Regions from separate parts of the Zea mays genome. Here all the other regions are linked to region 3. The links are chromatin contacts, called in public Hi-C maps. All regions are on one chromosome and are shown on one strand. The core of a region is the stretch at or near the end of the contact, and the rest is flanking DNA. Distances in the headings are between cores, read along the strand shown. Region 1 has its middle 22 kb from the start of LOC100279383. Region 2 holds the start of LOC100279383 (exocyst subunit exo70 family protein D1). Region 3 holds the start of LOC100217163. Region 4 overlaps LOC100382548.

Evidence for each region. Hi-C and Micro-C count contacts between places; a contact is called where the count stands out from the background.
Region 1: a contact with region 3 is called in a Hi-C map of leaf mesophyll, with 2.4 times the contacts expected there. The contact joins the enhancer-like site here to the promoter of LOC100217163 in region 3. A contact is called at or near these places in 5 of 25 Hi-C or Micro-C datasets (ear, endosperm, leaf and 2 more).
Region 2: a contact with region 3 is called in a Hi-C map of ear, with 6 times the contacts expected there. The contact joins the promoter of LOC100279383 here to the promoter of LOC100217163 in region 3. A contact is called at or near these places in 10 of 25 Hi-C or Micro-C datasets (bundle sheath, ear, endosperm and 3 more) and 1 of 3 datasets of contacts at active chromatin or transcription factors (leaf).
Region 4: a contact with region 3 is called in a Hi-C map of ear, with 2.7 times the contacts expected there. The contact joins the enhancer-like site here to the promoter of LOC100217163 in region 3. A contact is called at or near these places in 4 of 25 Hi-C or Micro-C datasets (ear, leaf, tassel and 1 more).

The regions. Positions count from the first base shown.
Region 1 is chr1:213,358,443-213,363,357 of Zm-B73-REFERENCE-NAM-5.0, forward strand. No RefSeq gene overlaps it. Among protein-coding and RNA genes, the nearest start is that of LOC100279383, 22 kb to the right of the region's middle. Within about 2 kb of position 3,154, at least 18 of the 20 cell types and tissues checked have an H3K27ac peak or open chromatin away from gene starts, as enhancers often do. A contact at or near this core is called in ear, leaf, leaf mesophyll and 1 more, where this site is marked.
Region 2 is chr1:213,380,950-213,386,296 of Zm-B73-REFERENCE-NAM-5.0, forward strand. LOC100279383 (exocyst subunit exo70 family protein D1) reads right to left here and starts at 1,674. Exons shown (of 1, transcript NM_001152397.1): 1 at 1-1,674. The coding sequence starts at 1,419.
Region 3 is chr1:213,510,730-213,516,040 of Zm-B73-REFERENCE-NAM-5.0, forward strand. LOC100217163 reads right to left here and starts at 2,550. Exons shown (of 3, transcript NM_001143528.1): 1 at 2,207-2,550; 2 at 1,545-2,104; 3 at 1,016-1,417. The coding sequence starts at 2,387. The coding sequence ends at 1,244.
Region 4 is chr1:213,295,353-213,300,119 of Zm-B73-REFERENCE-NAM-5.0, forward strand. It overlaps LOC100382548, which reads right to left. Exons shown (of 3, transcript NM_001175282.2): 2 at 2,418-2,539; 3 at 1,717-2,239. The coding sequence ends at 1,913. Among protein-coding and RNA genes, the nearest start is that of LOC100382548, 14 kb to the right of the region's middle. Within about 2 kb of position 1,434, at least 19 of the 20 cell types and tissues checked have an H3K27ac peak or open chromatin away from gene starts, as enhancers often do. A contact at or near this core is called in ear, leaf and tassel, where this site is marked.

The DNA of each region.
Region 1 (4,915 bases), core at 1,904-4,403, 150 kb before region 3:
CCGGTGCGCCAGGTTGCCTCGGCCGAAGAGGCCGCTCTCGGGTTTTTCTCCGGCGACTTCGGCTAAAATTCACCGGACTGTCCGGTGTGCACCGGACTGTCCGGTGAGCCAACGGTCGGCCGGGCCAACGGTCGGCCGCGCGATCGGCGCACGACACGAGGCCGAGCCAACGGTCGGAAGGAAGCACCGGACTGTCCGGTGTGCACCGGACTGTCCGGTGCGCCAGATCTGCAGTGGTCGGCAACGGTCAGCTGCGGCTGTTAAGGAAAGAAATCGGGCACCGGACAGTGTCCGGTGTGCACCGGACTGTCCGGTGCGCCCGACGACAGAAGGCAAGGATAGCCTTCCAGATGTGCTCTCAACGGCTCCTAGCTGCCTTGGGGCTATAAAAGGGACCCCTAGGCGCATGGAGGAGCACACCAAGCATTCCTTGAGCACTCTTGATCACTCACACATCAATCTCGCACACTTGTTCGACATTCTAGTGATTTGAGCTTCGTTCTAGTGTGCTAGTCTTTTGAGCTCAAGTCTGGGTCTTGTGTGTGCGTATTCGCTGTGATCTTTGTGTCGTGTGTGAGTTGCTAATCCCTCCCTTGCTCTGTGATTCTCTGTGAACATCTTTTGTAAGGGCGAGAGGCTCCAAGTTGTGGAGATTCCTCGCAAACGGGATTGAGAAAAGAAAAGCAAGAACACCGTGGTATTCAAGTTGATCATTGGATCACTTGAGAGGAGTTGAGTGCAACTCTCGTCCGTTGGGACGCCACAACGTGGAGTAGGCAAGTTTTGTACTTGGCCGAACCACGGGATAACCACCGTGTCATCTCTGTGATTGATTTCTTGTGGTTATTGTGTTTTGACTCCTCTCTAGCCACTTGGCCATAATTGTGCTAACACTTAACAAGTTTTTGTGGCTTAAGTTTTGAAGTTTTACAGGATCACCTATTCACCCCCCCCCCTCTAGGTGCTCTCAGGCTGAGCCCTGGGGTCGGGCGAGGCGGAGACCACCTTCCGAGGCCGAGGTTGAGGCCGAGCCCTGGGGTCGGGCGAGGCGGAGACCTCCTCCCGAGGCGGAGGCCTAAGGCCGGGCGAGGCGGAGCTTCCTGTTGCGCCTGAGGCTGAACTTGGTTGTTGTCAGCCTTGCCCGGGTGACTGGCACAGCAGTCGGAGCGGGGTGAGCGACGCTGTTTTCCTGCCAGGTCGGTCAGCGAAAGGGCGAAGTGACTGCGGTCACTTCGACCTTGCCAACTGAGGCGCGCGTGTCAGGGTAAGGTGTCAGGCGATCCTCGCATTGAATGCGCCTGCGATACGGTCGGTTGGAGAGGCGATTTGGCCAAGGTTGCTTCTCGACGAAGCCTGCCCGAGTTGGGCCTCGGGCGTGCCGAGGGTGCGCCCACTGCCTGGGGAGGCCCTCGGGCGAGACGTGAATTCGTCCGGGACTACTGTTCCCGCTCGAGGCCGGGCTCGGGCGAGGCGAGATCGCGTCCCTTGGCTAGACGAAGCCTTGACCTGAATCGTGCCCATCAGTCTCTGCAGCTTGTGCTGATGGTGGTTACCAGCCGTGTTTAGGACTGTTGGGGGTACCCCTAATTACGGTACCCGACACTATGACTTAGTCAATTGGATTACACTCTAATTATGTTTTTCTAAGTTATAAGAAGGTGCTCAACAAAGTCCAAGTTGATTGGAAGAAGAACAAAAGAAAAAAGACTTACGAGTTGTAGTCTCAGTGCACCAAACCCCCTGCTGAACTTGATCCGGTGCGCACCGGACCCCAACAGTGAATTGTACGGTCTTGAGAATTTGGTTAAAATTCATAGGACCATCCACAATTTTTTGTCCAGTGGTGCACATGACCTCATGGTTCAACGACTATATGGTAGGCAATGGTTGGCTAACGGCTAGCTGATGTGGCGCCCGGTCTGGTGCCACCTAGAGAAGGAAAGGAACAATCAGATCTCGAAGGCAGAGACTACAACAGAGGGTCTGGTGGCACACTGAACCGGTCCAGTGTGCCCACAGACAGAACTTTCCCAGTTTGTTTTCCAACGACTATGGGAGGCTTTGTGGCTAGAAATGGGCCCTCCCTCGACCTCAACCAGTGTACCTAAGCAACAAGGAAGTAGCAATAGTGCTTATAGTCATATTGTGTCCCTCTCTTGTGTATTCTCTATAGATTTAGTGTTAGTGTGTTCTAGCCAAACAGAGAGGCATAGTGTTGATGCAAGAGTGAGTTGTGGTCTTGAGCAAGTGTTAGTTTTGCATTAACCGGAGAACCATCAAGTTGTGATAGTCACAGTTCCACTGTACTGCAACAAACTCTGATATAGTGGAAGACTCATTTTTATCACACTAGTGATAAACCTGAGCAACCGGAGGAAGGAGTTGAACTAGACTCCAAGTCAGGTTGGCTAACTCCAACGTGGATGTAGGCAAGCATCCAAGCTTGGCCAAACCACGGGAAAAATCGTTGTGTCTTGTAATACCCAAAAGTGTAAATAATTAAAATAGAGTTAAATTCTTTATTTTGTGTGAGTCCTATTAGCACATGAGAACCCTCACACTTAAATTGAGCAATTAATTAGTGACACTTAAAGTAAATTGTGCATCATGCCGTTGTTTATTTGTTTGTGCATTCACTCATGAAGATAATGATAAAAGAAATATACAAATAGTAGAAGAGGCATTAAACCTAATTTTGGAAACCAAGAATTTGAGAAGAGAAGATCTTAATTATAAAGAATGAAGAGGAGGAAAATAATAATAATAATAATAATAATAATAATAATAATAATAATAATAATAATAATAATAATAATAATAATAATAATAATAATAAGTGTCCCTATTCACACTGAAGTCTTGTATAATTACATAAATTTAGGAATGAATTCCCAACCAAATTTGGGTTTGAATTTGAATTCCAAAAATGTGAGAAAAAGGAACCAGAAAAGAAAAAGAAAAATAAAATAGATGGGAAGATGGCCGTGTGGGCCGAATTCAACTCGACCGGTCCATTTACCCTAACACGCCACACAATCAACTCCCTCACTGCAGCGCCGTCAGGTGGGCCCTCAGCGTCGGCCACTCGCACACCCGCCTCCTTCGCAGTGTCCGCGCGCGGACTTACGGGCCCCACACGTCAGCCACGACGTCTCTGTTCTTCTTCCCCTCGCAACGGACTCGCTGGCGGGTGGACCCCTGCTGTCATCCGGTCAACCACCCCATACACTCGCGCGGTACCTGCTAGTGGGGCCCGCGCGTACAGCTCCACCTCGCCGTCAACCGCCGCGCGCAATGAACTCCGCGTGAATCGGGCACCGCTCCCCCCCCCGTCGCTAGTCTCGGGTAGATTTAAGGCGTCCGCAACCTTATTCTCTAACCCCTTAGCACTTCGTCGCCCTCTTCACCGGTCCGTGCGCGCCGTTCGCTCGACACCGTAGGGAGAGAGAGAGTGAATTGGGGCGCCATGTGGCCAACCGGGTGTCTGAGTCGCTGGTGATTCGGATCCGGGTCGGTGGGCATTGCGGGAGCTTGGTGGTGTTGCTCACGGGCGTGTCGAGGAGGATCGGACGTCAGGGCGACAGGAATTCCTCGTCGGAGCAAAGACCAAGCCATCCGTCCGCCTTACTCTGAGAACGTGCACAGCAACACCTACTTCGTGATGAGAACCTTTTCCCAAGAATCGCATTCATTCCCGCATCGTGTAGAACCTCGGGGTCAGGGAGTTCGTGCACTACAGCCGTAGTTGGCGTTGGCGTCGGTGGGGATTCGCCGTGGTTCAGGCAGCGCCACCGTCCTACTTGGGTGCGCAGAGAAGATGAAGGCGGAGCCGTGTGATCTAGAATCGATGGCCACGATTAGAAGCAGGTTAACGGTTCGGCCAACGACGCGATGGCCGTCCGATCGGGATCGTACTGGTCTGGGGCGTGTTCCACTGTTTTAAATCCGGACCGCAGATCCAGGATTGTGCGGTTAATAGGGCGTACCGATTCATTTGACAGTAGATCTAATCAGAGTCGTTCGCTCCAGATCTGACGGCTTATCAAACCTGTGTCCATTCAATGAAGGCGTTATGCGTATGAGCCCCTACTGAATTACAAAATAGAACCCAGCGTCCTATGCGACTATTCACTAAGTCTCGGGATACTTGCGCCGTAGCCCCTGTGCATCCTAGTAATTGACGCGTCGTCCAGGAAGTTAGAAAATCAGGGAAATAAATTTGGTAATGGATTTTTTAATATAAAAATAATGACTAGAATTTGTATAAATCATAGAAAATTCATATGAACCCCAAATTAATCTATTCCAGTTTCTAAAATTTTGTAATATTATTGTTTATCACCTAGTGTCTCTATTTTCACATGAAAACAGTAATAAACATTATTTCTTAGTTAATCATGTATCAAATACATAAAACCTTTGGAAATTTATAACTTAAAATCTATAACTCCAAAATTATTGATTCATGTTCCTATGATCTCATTTTAATGTCTAGATTATTATTATGTATTTTGTTTACATATTTGGTGTGATGTTAATTTCTCTTGTATACTGTGCTTGTTTGTATTGTGGCGAGTAGAAGAGCCTCTGGCTAAGGATCCTGGTGCCCAGCAGGTAGAAGTTGCTGAGTAGGAGCTCATTGAAGTCAAGTTGTGCCCTTGACCACTTTTATACCCAATATTGTTCTTTAATGTCATTTATTCATGCATAAGTTTAATTTTGATGGGACCCAATAGATTACCCTCGTCTGTTTATCCTTTTTACCTTGTTTACCCCTGAATCATCTGGGTAGTTATGCTATTGCTTTACATGGTTTTGGGTTAATATTTCATTATATCCATGTTCCAATTATTTTGATATTTTATTTATGTTCATGTCAAGATCATCATTATCTTTAATTGGAACATGGAGCTTA
Region 2 (5,347 bases), core at 424-2,923, 130 kb before region 3:
GTGGACAATGTAGTGAACATTGTTCATCATGAACAGATGCGAGAGAGCTGGATCCTTGTAGAGTGCCGCCTTGCCCTCCAGGTTGTGTTCAAGAACAACAATGATCCAGACAATGTGAGAGGCAAGCGGTAACTGGTTCTCAAGCTCAGGGAGCTCGAGGTCGGCCAAGGACGGCGCGAGCTCATTGCCCTCAGCAGAAAGACGAGCGCTAGCTGATGGACGTGATATGATCAGCTCGGAGAGCGTGACCTTGTAGTCGCAAATGAGGCTGCTATAGTTCATCACATACCGAGTGAGCGGGTGGATGGTACCGCCAGGCACCGCGGTCTTGGGCGGGTCGCGGAGCACGGCGTTCTCGAACTCCGAGAGTATCCCTCTCACGGCATCGGCGAGGCGAGACCGGATCTCAACGGCCTGCACGTATATGGACTCCGCGACCTTGGAGGCGGCGAAGATGTCGGAGACGTCGGGGAGGAGGTCCGAGAGCGCGTCGTGGAGGTCTATGATCTTGAAGAGCTTCTCAGGGGAGCGGCGACCGATGCTGATGGCCTCGGTGAAGCCGAAGAGCTGCAGCGCGGCGCCCTTGACGGCTTCGGCGAAAGGGATGTCGTGCGTGGCGGACGCTGAGGCGGCGGAGATGGTGGTGGTGGAGATAGGAAGGTCGTGGAAGATGTGGAAGCAGAGGCGGCGCTCGCTGGCAAAGACGCCGCGGACGGCGGCGCGGGCGGCGCGGATCCATCGGCGGATCTTGGCCTCGAGCGCGTCCCACTCGAGGCGCTGGACGTCGCCGATGCTGAGGCGCTCGACACCGAGCCGGCGCAGGGAGGCGTCGACGGCGGGCTTGCGGACGGAGGCGTACACCTGCGCGCACTCGCGGCCGTACCCGGCGGCGGCCATGCGGGACGCGATGGCGCGGAGGTCCGCGACGGCGTCGTCGGGTAGCAGGTCGATCTCGCGGATGCTCCGGAGCGAGCGGTAGGCGGTGCTGCGGCGGCCGATGGAGGAGGACACGGAGTCGTCCTCGTCAGCGGCGGGGAGGTCGGCGGAGGAGGCCGAGTTGGTGCGGTCACTGTTGATGGAGAGCGAGCTGAGGTCGGCGAGCGCCTCGATCTCGAGGTCGAGGGCGCGCGTCGACAGCACGTGGCGGAACTCGTCCTCGAGCCGCGCCATAGCGACCTGCACGGCGCCGCTCGCCGCCACCGAGGACGACGAGAGGCGGCGCGGGCTGCCGACTGCCGCGGGCGACGGCGGCGCGAGCCGACGCAGATCGTCGACGGCGCGGAGGAACCTGTCCGCCTCGGCCCGGTCCCCGCCGCCGTCGAACAGCATCGGCTCGTCCGCGCCGGCGCCCGCCGAGGATGAGTCCCACCGCATCACCACCCGCTCCGCCGCCTCCAGCTCCGCGGCCGATCCGTCCATGGCTCGGAAGCTGGGTTGACTCCTCACCTTCGCCACCTCCTCTTCCTCGATCCGAAGCTGGCCTGGCTGGCTCTGGCGCGGCGGCGCGAATCCGGGAAGCCGCACGTGTGGGCGCGCGCGTGTGATTGTGCGCGGTGGCGCACGGGGAAGGGGCCAGACGGGGAAGTGATATAGAAGTGGAGGCGACCGAGGAGGCGAAGCGAGCTGGCTCCACTCTGTGCTGCTGCTCAGCTCCGGTCGCGCGATACAGGCAAGCGCAAGCCTCCGTTCATTTCTGCGTGCTCGCGGTGATTGTGAACTTCTTTTTGTTTGGACTCGCGACGACCAGGAAGCGAGAGCTACGAACCCACGACATTTCCAATTTTTCCTTTTCTTTTATCCAAAAAATCTTACTTCTTTATATTATGTAGTAGCAAAGAAAATAGCTAATTGCTTATTAATTATGCAAATTGTTTCCGAAGAGAGGACATTAACAACCAGCGTCAAAGTTCCCCTCCGTGGTACTCACTCCATTTAAAAAAAAAAGAGACGCAATTCCAACCAAAAAAAAAACTAAGTCAAACAATTTATAATTATTTATATCAAAATACATTAATGAGTAATATACTAACTAAATATGATTTTATAGTATACCTATTTGAGTTATATATATATATAACTTTTTTTTATAAATTTACTTAAATTTAAGATTGTTTAACTTCAATCATATGTAAAATTATATATCTTTTAGGATAGAAGTAGAAGTACTACAATATAGATTATTATTGTTGACGCCTTTTTGGATCCATCACTAAACGAACTCTAGAGCGTGCGCGAGGCATACAGGACCATGGAGTTCTCTCTACGGGAGCGCGGGCCATCTGCAATAGGTAGTTAGATCGTCCACGACTTACGCAGAGAGCTCCGCTCCTCCTCTACAAGCGTGCAGACCGTCCGCGTGTAGATGGTGAAACGTCCGCGATGGCCCAAATCCCCAAAAGGCTCCGAGAAAACCAAGATCTCGCCTCTCAAGAGGGACCCCGTAAGGGAGGAGAGATCTTAGAGTTATTTTGGTGTCAGCAAACCACCCAAAGCTCCCTAGACGACGTAGAGACAAATAGAGGCAAATATTGGAGATAGGGAAACTACAACTAGGGCTAAAACTACTCCCAAAGCTAATGCATATGGTAAATAAGATAGATTAATATTTGGTTCGATTGTTGGATTATTCAATCGGCCGTATCCCTTAATATATAGAGAGGGAAGGTCATGACTTCTTTGAGCACTCTCCTAATCTCTCCACCATTGCCTCGCTCCACTTGTTGCGACTTCCTTGGGCACTCTCCTGATCACAAGGGGTATGGTGCCTCGACGTCTCCACCCATAGAGTCATTGTCTCCTGCCACGTCGTCTTCGACGAGTTTGACTTCCCCTTCTACGCTTCCTCTTCCACTGCCTCCTCCTTTAAGTATGACACCGTCCTTGAGGCTGACTCAGTGGTTCCTCGTCTTGCTCCCTCGCTTCTTGCACCCAGTGTTGGTTCGCCCCCCCCCATCGTGCCACACATAGCCCCAACATGTAACACCCCATCCACTCCCAGACCGGTGATACTTACTCCTCGCAGGTCTCTAGGATTATATATTGTCCCCACAGACCAACACGAGTCTTTTGTGCGCACTTTGTCCTCACTCATGCGCACCCGAGAAAGCTTCCCAGTCGGTTACCCATCCCAAATTGCTCCAAGGCAAGCACACTTAACTTGGAGGTTCTTTCGAGATAGGCTTCCGAAAAAGAAGATGCACCTTGTTGATATGAGTACTCTATTAATTCTATTAAACCTTGGGCCACGATATCACCATCCCCTAGGGCTAGGATATCACAATCCACCCCTTAGAAGACAGATGTCCTCGTCGGTCAACCCCAAGCCAGGAACCTCCCCTCTTGGCCACGTCTGTGTGTTTAGTGTCGTCATATGCCATGCCATGTGACCACTCCAGGCCCACATGCGCCATATACCCGAACCCCTAACCCACACACGCCCATGAAACCGCGAGGGTCGGCTCTGATACCACTTGTAACACCCCGTACACTCTCGGACCGGTGGTACTTACTCCTGGTAGCTCTCTAGGATCATATATTGTCCCCACATACCAACACTAGTCTTTTATACGCACTTTGTCATCACTCATGCGCACCCGAGAAAACTTCTCGGTCGGTCACTGTTGGGACCATGCTTCATCGCCGAAGGTCCTGCAGAAAGAGACAGCTTCGGCTGAAGCTGCTCGTACGTGACGTCGAAGGTACCATTCATGAAGCTTCTGCATTACAACATATCCGAAGATGAAGGGTCGAACCGACTTAAAGATAGAATGATCTTTTAGTCCATAAAGGTCTGAGTCAATGTTGTAAACTTTTATGAGGGGCATGATTATAATTCCTCACAGGCTGTGTCCTGTGCCTATAAATAGTGAACAGTATTCCTTTACTGTTCACGCATTCCTGTAATTGCAATCGCATCACTCGGAAATTATTCTTTGCCAAGGCAGAGGTATAAATGTATCTAATATTTGAATACATCAAGTTTATTTAATATATGAAAATGATGTTGTTTACTTATAATTTACTTGTCTTTAATGCTTTATATCTCGCATTATTTTATATAATCTTTGAGAGTTTAATTACGAAGATTCAACCTTCGTAATTGTCCCGTTATAACCTTCGTCCGAAGTTCATTAAATCCTCGAGGAAATAATGCTTCAGCGGACGAAGGACATTAACATTTAACATTTTATGTTGCCTTGTTCTTAATTCATAGCACTTGAGAACAAGTCCCCAACATTGGCGCCCACCTCCGGTGAACTCACTTCCACTTTTCTGAGCTGATGGCTTCGTTCAACATTCAAGCTGGAGCTGCTTCGGCTCCGAAGCTGGTACTCCCGATAACAGGCGGTTCATGTTCAGAGCCAGCCAACAAGAAGCAGAAGAAGGAAGCACAGAGAAGGGTACAGCATGTCGGGGTGCAAGGACCCTTCATCAAGTCAAGATGGTCTCACATTCCTATTACCTTCTCCCAAGAGGACCTTCAACTCAAGGATTACCCACACAACGATGCCATGGTTATCTCTTGTGTTATCAAAGGATTTCTGGTCCACAATGTTTTGGTTGATACAGGCAGTGCAACTGATATCATATTTGCTAAGGCCTTCAGACAGATGCAAGAGCCCGAAGATAAAATTCTTGATGCCACACATCCCCTCTGCGGTTTCGGAGGAAGGCAGATTGTAGCACTCGGCAAAATCTCAATATCAGTGGCCTTCGGATTCATCAACAACACAAGGACTGAACAAGTTATGTTTGATATTGTTGACATGGAGTACCCTTACAATGCAATCATTGGTCGTGGTACTCTTAATGCCTTCGAAGCAATTCTGCATCCAGCTTATCTTTGCATGAAGATACCTTCGGACCAAGGGCCCATTGCTATTCATGGAAGTCAAGAAGCTGCCAGAAGGGCCGAAGGAAATTGGACAGACTCAAAAGCAATCCATAATATAGATGGAACTGAAGCTTGTGAGCAATACAAGTTCAGAAGGGAAAAAGCTGCTTCGGCTGACCAGCCGAAACCCATGCTCTTATGTGAGGATATAGCAGAGCAGAAGGTGCTATTGGGATCTCAATTGTCCGAAGAGCAGGAGAAAACCTTGATAAGGTTTTTGTTCAACAATAAAGATGTTTTTGCTTGGTCAGCTAATGATCTTTGCAGAGTTAACAGGGATGTTATTGAGCACTCGCTCAATGTTGATCCATCCTTCAGACCCAGGAAGCAGAGGCTTCGGAAGATGTCTGATGACAAGGCCGAAGGTGCTCGGAATGAAGTGAAAAGACTCCTCAGTGCCAGAGTTATTAGAGAGGTAAAATACCCAGAATGGTTGGCTAACACTGGTATGGT
Region 3 (5,311 bases), core at 1,300-3,799:
GGTTTGATATAGATAGCCGTGTTCGAGTTGCTTAGATTTATGATGTTGATTTCTCTACTAGTGACTTCGCACAAACCAGACAACAACTTCAGACTTATATTCTTCAAGTGAGAATGCATGCAACATTCTCTATTTGCACAGATATTACTAGTTTGGCTTCTAAAATGGTTGAGACAGATAAACATATGGTCTTTTATTGGTTTACAAACTTATTGAATTGGCATTAATATTATCGGTGTCCACAACATCTGTTGAAAGGGCATTTTTTGTGATGAAAATTATCAAGACTAATTTGTGAAACAAGATGACTGATGAGTGGTTCAATCATTTGATGGCGTGGTACATCGAGCGAAAAAATATTCAAAGAACTTGATGACTCTGTCATATTACGAAGGTTTCAAGGCATGAAGACTAGAAAGATGAATTTACCTCGTTCTCTACCTTCTTGAGGTATTCATCATGCTACTTTTTACTTTTTTTAGCACTAAATAATAGTTTGCTTGAATGTTAGTACTATGTATCTATTCTCTTCAAATTTACTAGCCTATATTGAATAGGGACTTTAGATGAAATTTAGAAATTTATAATGGTACGCAGGCTTCGGTGCTAGGCTGGCTCTGCCACTGCTCACAAGAGATGATTTGACTAAACTTTTTTTTCAGATACCCTTTGGGGCCATACACTAGCTCTGGTTTTAGGCTCCATATGGCAAAAGCCATGTTTATTTTTGTTACCAATGGTTGGAATTTTAGCTCTCGCCTTGGGAACTAGTTTGCACCTGGTCTGATACTTCTCTCCATTATCTGTAAAAAGATGGGACAAGAGCGAGATGAACGTTAAACTTTCTGTTTCTGTTGATGCCATTTGTAGTATTCCACTGATTTGCTAAAAGATTTTTGTACAATACTCCTCTTCTAAAAGATTGTTACGTTGGTTGTCTCCATATAATATAACTGCTTCTGAATTAGAACTTCGATGTGACTTTTTGCTCCTTGTTGCAAGCAAGATCATAGATCAGTTTAGAAACTATAGTCTTTTATATATACAGACACTCACGTATTGAATCAGTTACATACATGCAAAAGATTCAGAAGAACTGCGGACTTGATCGACAGCTCTCGGAGGGGGAGCAAAAAAAAAATTGCGAGAGGAATGCAAGACGCGCAGGCATACTCTCCTTGCAACCTAAACGAAGCCTCTAATCGACGTCTCCTTCCTGTGTCTCGGTCGCAGCCTGTCGTCGTCACTCCGTTTGTGCTTTGCCCCTGTACGGCTTGAGGATCTGGAACGAGCAGAGCAGGCTGGCGTCGACGTTCATCAGCGCGCCGGCGTTGTTGAACTCGCCGCAGTAGTTGGGCGCCGAGAATATGGTCACCAGCTGCCGGTCGGCGAAGAACTCGTAGCCGTCCTCCACGACCTGTTGTTGGCACAATGGCATTGCCAATTTGCCATGGCAAGAAATGAACTGTGAGTCGATCTGTCAGGCTGGTTGTGGAAGCACATGGGCAAGCAGGAGTGCAGGACACAGGAACAGGGAGGCTTGCCTGGTGGGCGCGGCAGACAAGGTCGAGGTCGTGCTTGTTTAAGAACTCGGTGACCTTGTCGGCGCCGAAGGTGAAGGAGACGCCGCGGTCGTTGTCGCCCCATCCGGAGCTGTCGCGGTCCGGGTCGGACCACAGGAGGTCGCAGAGGAGGCCCTGGTCGGGGACGTCGACGGGGCGCTGGATCTCCCTGATCCGGTTGAGGTTGTCCAGGTCCGGGGAGAGCCCGCCGTGCATGCATAGTATCTTGTCATCGATGACGGCGGCGACGGGCAGGCAGTTGAAGCAGTCGGTGAAGATCTTCCAGAGGCGGACGCTGAAGCGGCGCTTGCACTCGTCGTAGAAGCCGTAGATGCGGTTGATGGAGGCGCACTCGTGGTTGCCCCGGAGCAGGAAGAAGTTGTCCGGGTACCGGATCTTGTACGCCAGCAGCAGGCAGATGGTCTCGATGCTCTGCTTGCCGCGGTCCACGTAGTCGCCGAGGAAGAGATAGTTGGCCGTCGGCGGCAGGCCGCCGTACTCGAAGAGCCGCAGCAGGTCCGAGAACTGCCCGTGGATGTCACCTGCATGCGCGCAGATCAACGCACGCACATCTTATCATGTCAGCAATGGCATTGGCATCCATCGACGACTGACCAGCCGGCGAGCGGTCAACGCATGCTCACCGCAGACGTTGATGGGGGCCACCAGCTCGAGGAGGTTGGGCTGGGAGAGGAAGATCTCCTTGGCGGTGACGCAGAGGTGCCGGATCTCGGTCTCGGTCAGCTGCACCTTCTTCCCCGTCGCCTTGTGCTTCTTCCCGTCCAGCAACCGCCGTATGAGGTCCTCCACCGTTCCCCTGTCCATCGCGCGCGCACGTACCAACCGCCAGGCGCCAGCGACGAGCGAGCCTCTCGTCCTCCTTCGTCCAGGTCCAACCAGTAGGCAGGCAGCCTTGCCTTCTTGGCCGGGGCACAGGAGAGAGAAAGAGGGGGACGACGCCGACGAGCGATGGTGGTGGGCACGGACGTGAGGGGGCCAACGAGAGAAACCCGCGTGTCGGGTTGTGTTCCCTCGGTTTTCGTTCTATGCCGACCAAACGCTTGGCTTCCGACAACTTGCCAAATCGGGATGGGTGGCGACGGGAACAGCGGCTCCTTGGCCGCCGGCGGAGAAAGGAATCCATCAGAGATCAGACACCAGAGTGAAGCTCTGGGCCGAACCGAGTGCTAAGCCACTAGGCGAGTGGGTGACGGGCGGCGCTGCAGGCCAATGGAACCATCGGACGAGCGTCATGCGACACCATGACAGGCGACGGTCAGCTCTTGTCTACGCTGTACGTTTAGTACGATTGGGCAAGAGGGTGAGCGGATGATGGGTGCAAGCGTACGACACGTCTAGAAAGATTATGCGTAGGCATGAGTTGTTTAGTCACCGAATGCAGTTGAATCACTAGCCCACCAGACAACCAGGCTTGTTTTGTATTTTAGCCTTAATGCTAATTTATTTATGTATTTATATGTACATATGTATTATACACTATATATATTAATTTTTTAAACAAAAATATTGGGTTTTCAATTAAATACCTCTGAATTAAATTGTGTACACCCATGGCCCACACGCATCGTAGTGGATAAATACATATTTAGGGCTTGTTCGTTTTGGTGATAATCCACATGTACTGGGTTAGATTGAGCCGGTTTAAATCCATAATAAGTCAAAATTCATCCTAATCTCACTCAATACACTCCAATACACATGTAATATCAATAACCGAACAAAGCCTTAGTGTAAAATTGATTATAGTGCTAAGTTAATATTAAATTTGTCCATTAGAATTATCGTCTACGGATGGTTGCAATTTCACCTGAGAACGGTGTGTCCTATTCTATAAAAGTATAGGGGTTTTTTAGTAAATAGTCTGAGAAAATGTAGGAGCTATTCTCGACGAGGCCATGCCAAACGTGGGCCTTGGCGGGGCACGAGTGGTGTGACAAGCGACACAGGCCCGACGTAGCAATGGGAAAGCGCGGGCCTCGGCGCAGCAAGCAGTGCGGCCCTATTGCACCCAAGGCACACTTGGGCCTCGATTCGCCCCGGAGGTTCTTGTGTTCGGTGACTTGTTTGTGCTCATGATCTCTCTTCTGTTGATTTTTCCCATGTTCCTCCCTAGTGCTGTTCAGTTCGCACAATCATTTGCATTGACGGGCGTTATAAGGTAATGCCAATATCAATGGCGGTTTTAGAACTGACACGTGAAAATTCTTTATTTTGATTGACCTTTGACAGTGGTTAAGAGCATCTCCAAGAGACACTTTATTTTTGGCTCTCTATTTAACTCTCTAATTAATTTTTCATAATGGTTACACTCTATATGTAGCATTTCACTCCAACAGACTATCTATTTAGTTTTGCTAGTCATATGACTAGCCAAATTTAGCTAGTGAGAGAGCTAGTTTAGAGAGTCAGATAGCTTGGCGAGTCAAATAGCTAATTTGTTGGAAAGTTATTTTACTGTTGAATAGCCAAATTTTAGTTTGGCGAGTCATTTAGCTAGTCTCTTAGAGATGCTCTAAAAAACAACCATTATTTTATATCTGTTTTCTATTGTTAGTATGGACATATTATGTATTAGTGTTGTTCATAATTCATAGAAATTTCAAGTGTTTTAGATATGCAAACTATTAGAAAATCAGACAATTACTTATGATAAATATTAATATATGTCATTTTAAACAATAAATTTCGAAAGATGACTTTACAAGGGAGACCGATCAGAAATCAGATGCTAGAGTACGCGAGAGCAGTACATTATTTAAGGATGTCTCTGTTTCATGTGACTAAAGTTAATCAAGACATTGTAAAAACGGTAGAAATTGGTACGGATTAAAGCCAAACGAATAAGCTGAATAAGCTCGTGAGAAAAAGCTTTAAGCTTAATTAATCTACTATTAGCAAATGTTTACTATAACATCGCATGATTAAGTTTGTCTTGCCGTGTAGTCCTCGTATGTGTAATTAGTTTTATAATTAAACTATATTTAATGCTTTTAACTAGCATTAAATATTTGATGTGATAGAGACTAAAATTTCATCTTTTAATCTAAACATCCCCTTATTACCCTTTCGTTCTAATTTATAGTTCGTTTCAATGTTTTACCCAACTTTGAGGGACACGCCTTATTCAAAAAAAATTGTGAAAAAATAAAAAAATATCAAAACCACACTTACGATATTACTGTAAAAATTAACAGTAATTGTATATATTTTAAAATAAGACGAATCGATTAAAATTGGAATAAAAGAGTTAAACAAATTATAAATTCGAACTCCGACGGAATATTAGGATGACTATAGTACTATGGACATGTTTGGTTAAGACCCTGACAACCGAAGGCAGATGACCAGACGGCCAGACCCACGCAGCTCTGGTCAGGAGTCAACCAAACATTGCCATACATGAACTGCCTTTTTCTAAGCACAGTTGTTACCCTGTCAATCAAACTAAATTAATTATCAAAAGTTTTTTTCCTAAATAAATCGATTTCTTGCTCAAGCTCTCTCAAGTCTCCAACAAAGGTGCATATAAAGATAGAGCCTAAGTAACAATCCACATGCTCGTGAATGTAAGAGCATATAATACCTGCAAAAGTGTGTGTGTCTTCTTAAAGATTGGCAGCTGAATTGAAGTGGGAGACATAACCTTTTGCTGTCGCGCACGAACCATGCATGCCGACGTAGGCAGCATTGCAGGTCACTTTTTCTCAGGGTTGACTGGATTTTGCATG
Region 4 (4,767 bases), core at 184-2,683, 220 kb before region 3:
TAACTTGGTTTGCTTCTTTTCCCAAAGGCAACTTCAAATGCACTGGGACTCCATCTTTTCTTCGGCTACTCTTCTTAGCTTCATCGTGTTGAAACTGTTCTTCACTTTGCCTTATCGGCGACTAGCTTCGTAGATCAGGTTGCAACTCTAGCTTTACTCCTTGAGACTGTGTTCAGCAGATCGTGCATATGGTCATGCAAAACACTATTTTACAATGTAGAATGCACTTGTTTATATAGTGGGGTTTGAAATAGGAGTTAAGATGAGTAAGGCCGCTAGAGATAGCCTGATTTGAAGCTATTTCCTCCTTGTACTTGAACCAAGAGAGTTATTAGACGACCAATCTTTTAGTTGACTATATGAGACATGAAAATATCATAAATCCCATTATAAACTATATTATTAACCTTGCTCTTAGCATGACTGATGATGATTGGAACCTACCACATTATTACCTATCAGAAATGGAGGGGTGCAGCTTTGCAGCAGGTGATGGCTGTGAACAGATCGGAGCGTGCCATAACTCATAAGTAGTGGAAAACTGTGCAGCATTGGATCACTCATAGTGTACGCGGAGTGATTTTGATCATTATCCACCGTTGGAAGTAGGGATGACAATTTAACCCGTAGACCTGAAACTCGACGGGTACTCGACACGACCGATGCGGGTATAGATGAAGGTTTTGATCCGCGGGTGCGCCCGCAAACGACCTAAAGTTTCACGGGTGTGGGTTCCTATTCAACCCGTGAGTGACCCGCACTTGACCCAAAATTTTGTTCGTTCTTTATTTTGCGCAAAAATAATTAAGATACAATAGTAATTTTTTTGAATAAGTAACTTAGCTAATGATTTATGAAATATTTTGTGAGAAGGCTTGAAATCCGTAGTTATAACTCAATTATTGTTGATACGTAATTATTTATAGCTGAATTATTATCTAAAAGTGTACACCGGTAAAAACTGGTGGGTGACTCGAAACCGGACTGCTTCATATGCGGATTTAGAATTACACCGCACGTTTAATTGTGAGCAGATTTAGATAATGCGATCGTAAGCTGATTTTTACTCAACCAACCGACCGTTTGGTTCAGATATTTGTAACGTAATGGGTAAGTAATAACGTTAAATCATGTTTGTTTTAGTCCCACCGTAATCAGATATCATACTAAAAATTGATACCGGACTATTCAAACTTGTTACCGACAGTAATCGAATGTAAACCATTACCATTACCCTTTGCGTTACATTTCTTGAACCAAACAGCACCCAGGTCTGTTGCCGTTCCTTGGAAGAACTGGGTAATGCGTGCAAATCAACTACGGTACCAAGGCCCAAAAGGCCGAAAGCTCGAATAATCTGAGTCATGTCCGCGAGTAGCGAGGGCGCCCAATCAATGCTGCCTGTCAGCCGGTAGCCCAACATCTGGGCCGTCTTTTACAGCAGACCTGGGCGCTTGGGCCACAATCTGACCTCCGTATCATCGCACCGTGCAAGTGAGAATGACAAGCAGCAGAAGCAGAACATGAAAAAAACGGATTGGACAAGCACGACTCGCTTGGCTTCTGCCTTGCAGGCTTACTCTTTGCAGCGGGAGAAGCTCTGCACGATCGAGAGCCATGAACGGTTGAATTTAATCACGTGAAACCTTATCAGATCCTCCTATGCTCCCAGCATCCTAGTACGGTTTCAGGGTTTTGCAAAAGCACCTGCTATTCAACATCAAGACCAGCTGTTATTCTGTTTCAATGCACCAAACGTTTCAACCGGTGCCACCACAAAGGTACAGTTTACTGTCTACACTGTCGTGAAAGCAGAACTCTCATGGAATCACACTAGAAACACCATCCGTACAGTATGCAGTATAGAAAGTCGCTGAGAACCCATCCACAATCATCTGAGGCTGCTCTGGAGTTAATCGGTAGAGGGAATAAGAAACTTGAGGAAAGGTTCAGCCTTGGGAGCGATGGATCTCACGTCCTCAAATTTGGCCATTTCAAAATCCTCGTACTGGAAGCCAGGGGCACAGGTGCAGCCAACAAGGGAGTAATGCAGCTCAGGGTCCCTCTTCCGAGACTTGACAAGAACGCTGCCATCAGATGCGAACGACTCGACGTCTAGTGTGGGGAACGACCCAAACCACACGTTCGGTGGCACGGTATACTGGGGGCGCTGGCCTGCCTCAAGGTGTGGGCCAATGACAGTAAGGTCAATGTGACCGTCGTCGTGAAGCTCGAAGACCTAAGACAAACACAGACTAGCAGCATTAGATCAAGCATTGCCAACTATTATCTCCGTTCTCGAATATTTGTCGCCCGCTATTTCATTTCAAAACTGAAATACGACAAATAAAAAAAAACGGAGGGAGTAGTTGTCTAATTGCTTTAGGCATGGAGAATAAGCAAGAAGTGATGCTAACCGTGAGAGGCTCTCCCTTGTAGAAGTGCCAGGTTTCAGCACAGGGAATGCGGTGGAGACGGGAAACACTCCCTGCGGGAAGTAGGAAATAGATTGCGGTGCTAACAGCACGGTTTACCTTGTCTGCAGCATACATTAAGGGGATATTAGAGAGATAATATCAGCTTGACTTCATATCCATGTATGATCTAGTTTAGTACTCATTCGTTGTCTAGCATTGCACTCAAAAATTCAAATTAGTGGTCACAGATATTAGTGGAACAATAACTTGTCTCCATAGAAAAGATCCAACCACTCAGAAATACACTAATAAGCCCCGTTTGGATCCTTAGAATTGAATTCCATTCCAATAATATAGTAATTTACACACGTATCAATTAAGCTAATACAATTTTATGCAAAATATATTTGTATACTATTATTAGTAAGATGCCAGCGATATTTACGTGCTACATTTCTACTAATACATAAAATCATTTCTCATCCTTTACCTCATGAATTTAAGATGGACTTAATATCTGAACTTTAGAAAGTGGTGGAATGTCAAATCCCAAGCCAAATCTGTTACTTTATTAAGTAAATTTTAATTCCTCTAAAATGAATGGCTCCAAATGCCCCGCAAATAAAATCACCAACTACACATTTAGGTTGTCTGCAGCAAATCGTATAATATAGGGCAGAACAGAGAAGCAATAAATATTTTCCAAACTGATGGCAAATGTTCAGTATTCTTAAAATTTGCAGTGGTTTCAGATGGCGGCCATACCATCCTGCTTTGGTTGTTACAGACATCTCACTAACTGCATGTTCCATTACAAATCGTACAAGGTAACAAGGAGCTTCAGGTAGCAACTACTGATAAAGATTCATATCACACGTAGCCACTATAGTACTATAACTAAGAAGCATGCAAGGTCAATACATGGCAGACCTAGTGCTAGAGGCTCCCATATGAGGCTTTGTTCGGTTAGATCTCAATCCATGTGGATTGAGTGGAATTGGGTGGGTTTAAATCCCAAGCAAGTCAAAGTTCTTCTAATTTTTTTTCAATCCATGTATAATGGGAATAATCGAACAAGGCCTGAGTGGGGTCTGAGGAAGGGATAAATCGAGACAAGCCTGCCTCCCGTAAATATAGCAGGTGAGACTGTGAGATAACTCTGACCACTACACTAGACTTGCCCTTCAAGATCATGGTAATGCACAAGACCTACCCTTCAAGATCATTACCATGGACAATGACCAAATATTTCAGCTTGTCACAATCCACGAATCATGATAAATGCAAAATTGCGAAGGGGCTCACGGGTCACGGCGCAGTGGCAAGGCCACTGGTCGCAAGTGCTCCCGCCCAGGGTTCGAATCCTGGGTGACGCACCAAATTGCGGCCTGGTGCCCACCTCCCTGTGACGGTTGCTGTGGCATCCCATTGGGTGACGCTCGGCCCCGGCAGGTTTTGGTGGGCCCATCTTCTTAAATATATAAAGCTAGGGGAACGGCAGACCCCTAATTGAGTTTTTTATGATAAATGCAAAATTTACACTTGAAATTTCAATTCCAAAGGTATTTATTCAGCTAATGTTTGTATGCAGCCATTGTGGGGGACAGATATCCCCGGGTCCACTGGAAGGATAAAAGACCTCACGAAAGGCCCAAAGGCCCAATAAATCGTAAGGTCATCCCTTCGTGGGTCTGGGGAGGAATGACCAGTGAAGCAGATTGACGTAAGGCAGGATCAGTGCGAGCCCAGACGACCCAATGACTTCGAGCAAGTAAGCACGACAGTGACCCGATCTTCTCGCATTGGAACCCTGTGCGATGGAACCACGCAAGGATGGGTCGGCGGAACTATAGGGAGATAGGCTCAATTGGTTCACTATCATTTAGGCGCATACTATTATCATATCCGCATGTAATGCCCCACGGTCGAATATATAAGGCCTAGGGGGCACCCCTTCAGAGGATCAATCTGACTACTCAGCCATCCACCTCAACTCTCTACGTTCCTTACACTAGAGAGTTCCCTTGTAATCCGCCACATAAAACATTCCCGCCAGGACGTAGGGTGTTACGCATCTCTAAGCGGCCCGAATCTGTACATCATTGTTCACAGTTTCTCGTGCGCTCTGCACGAACCATCGAGCTACAGTCGGCGACATCGTCCTACTCCTAAAAACACCTTGAGGGGCAACCCCGGGTGTGCGGTCGGACCCAAAACACCGACAGCTGGCGCGCCAGGTAGGGGGTGTGTCGCCGATCTAAGCTAGCTCAATGGCCGTCACCTTCCATCACAAGATCATCCTCCGCCCCGGATCCGTGTTCTGCTTCGGAACTATCTCATCTGTAGCGGA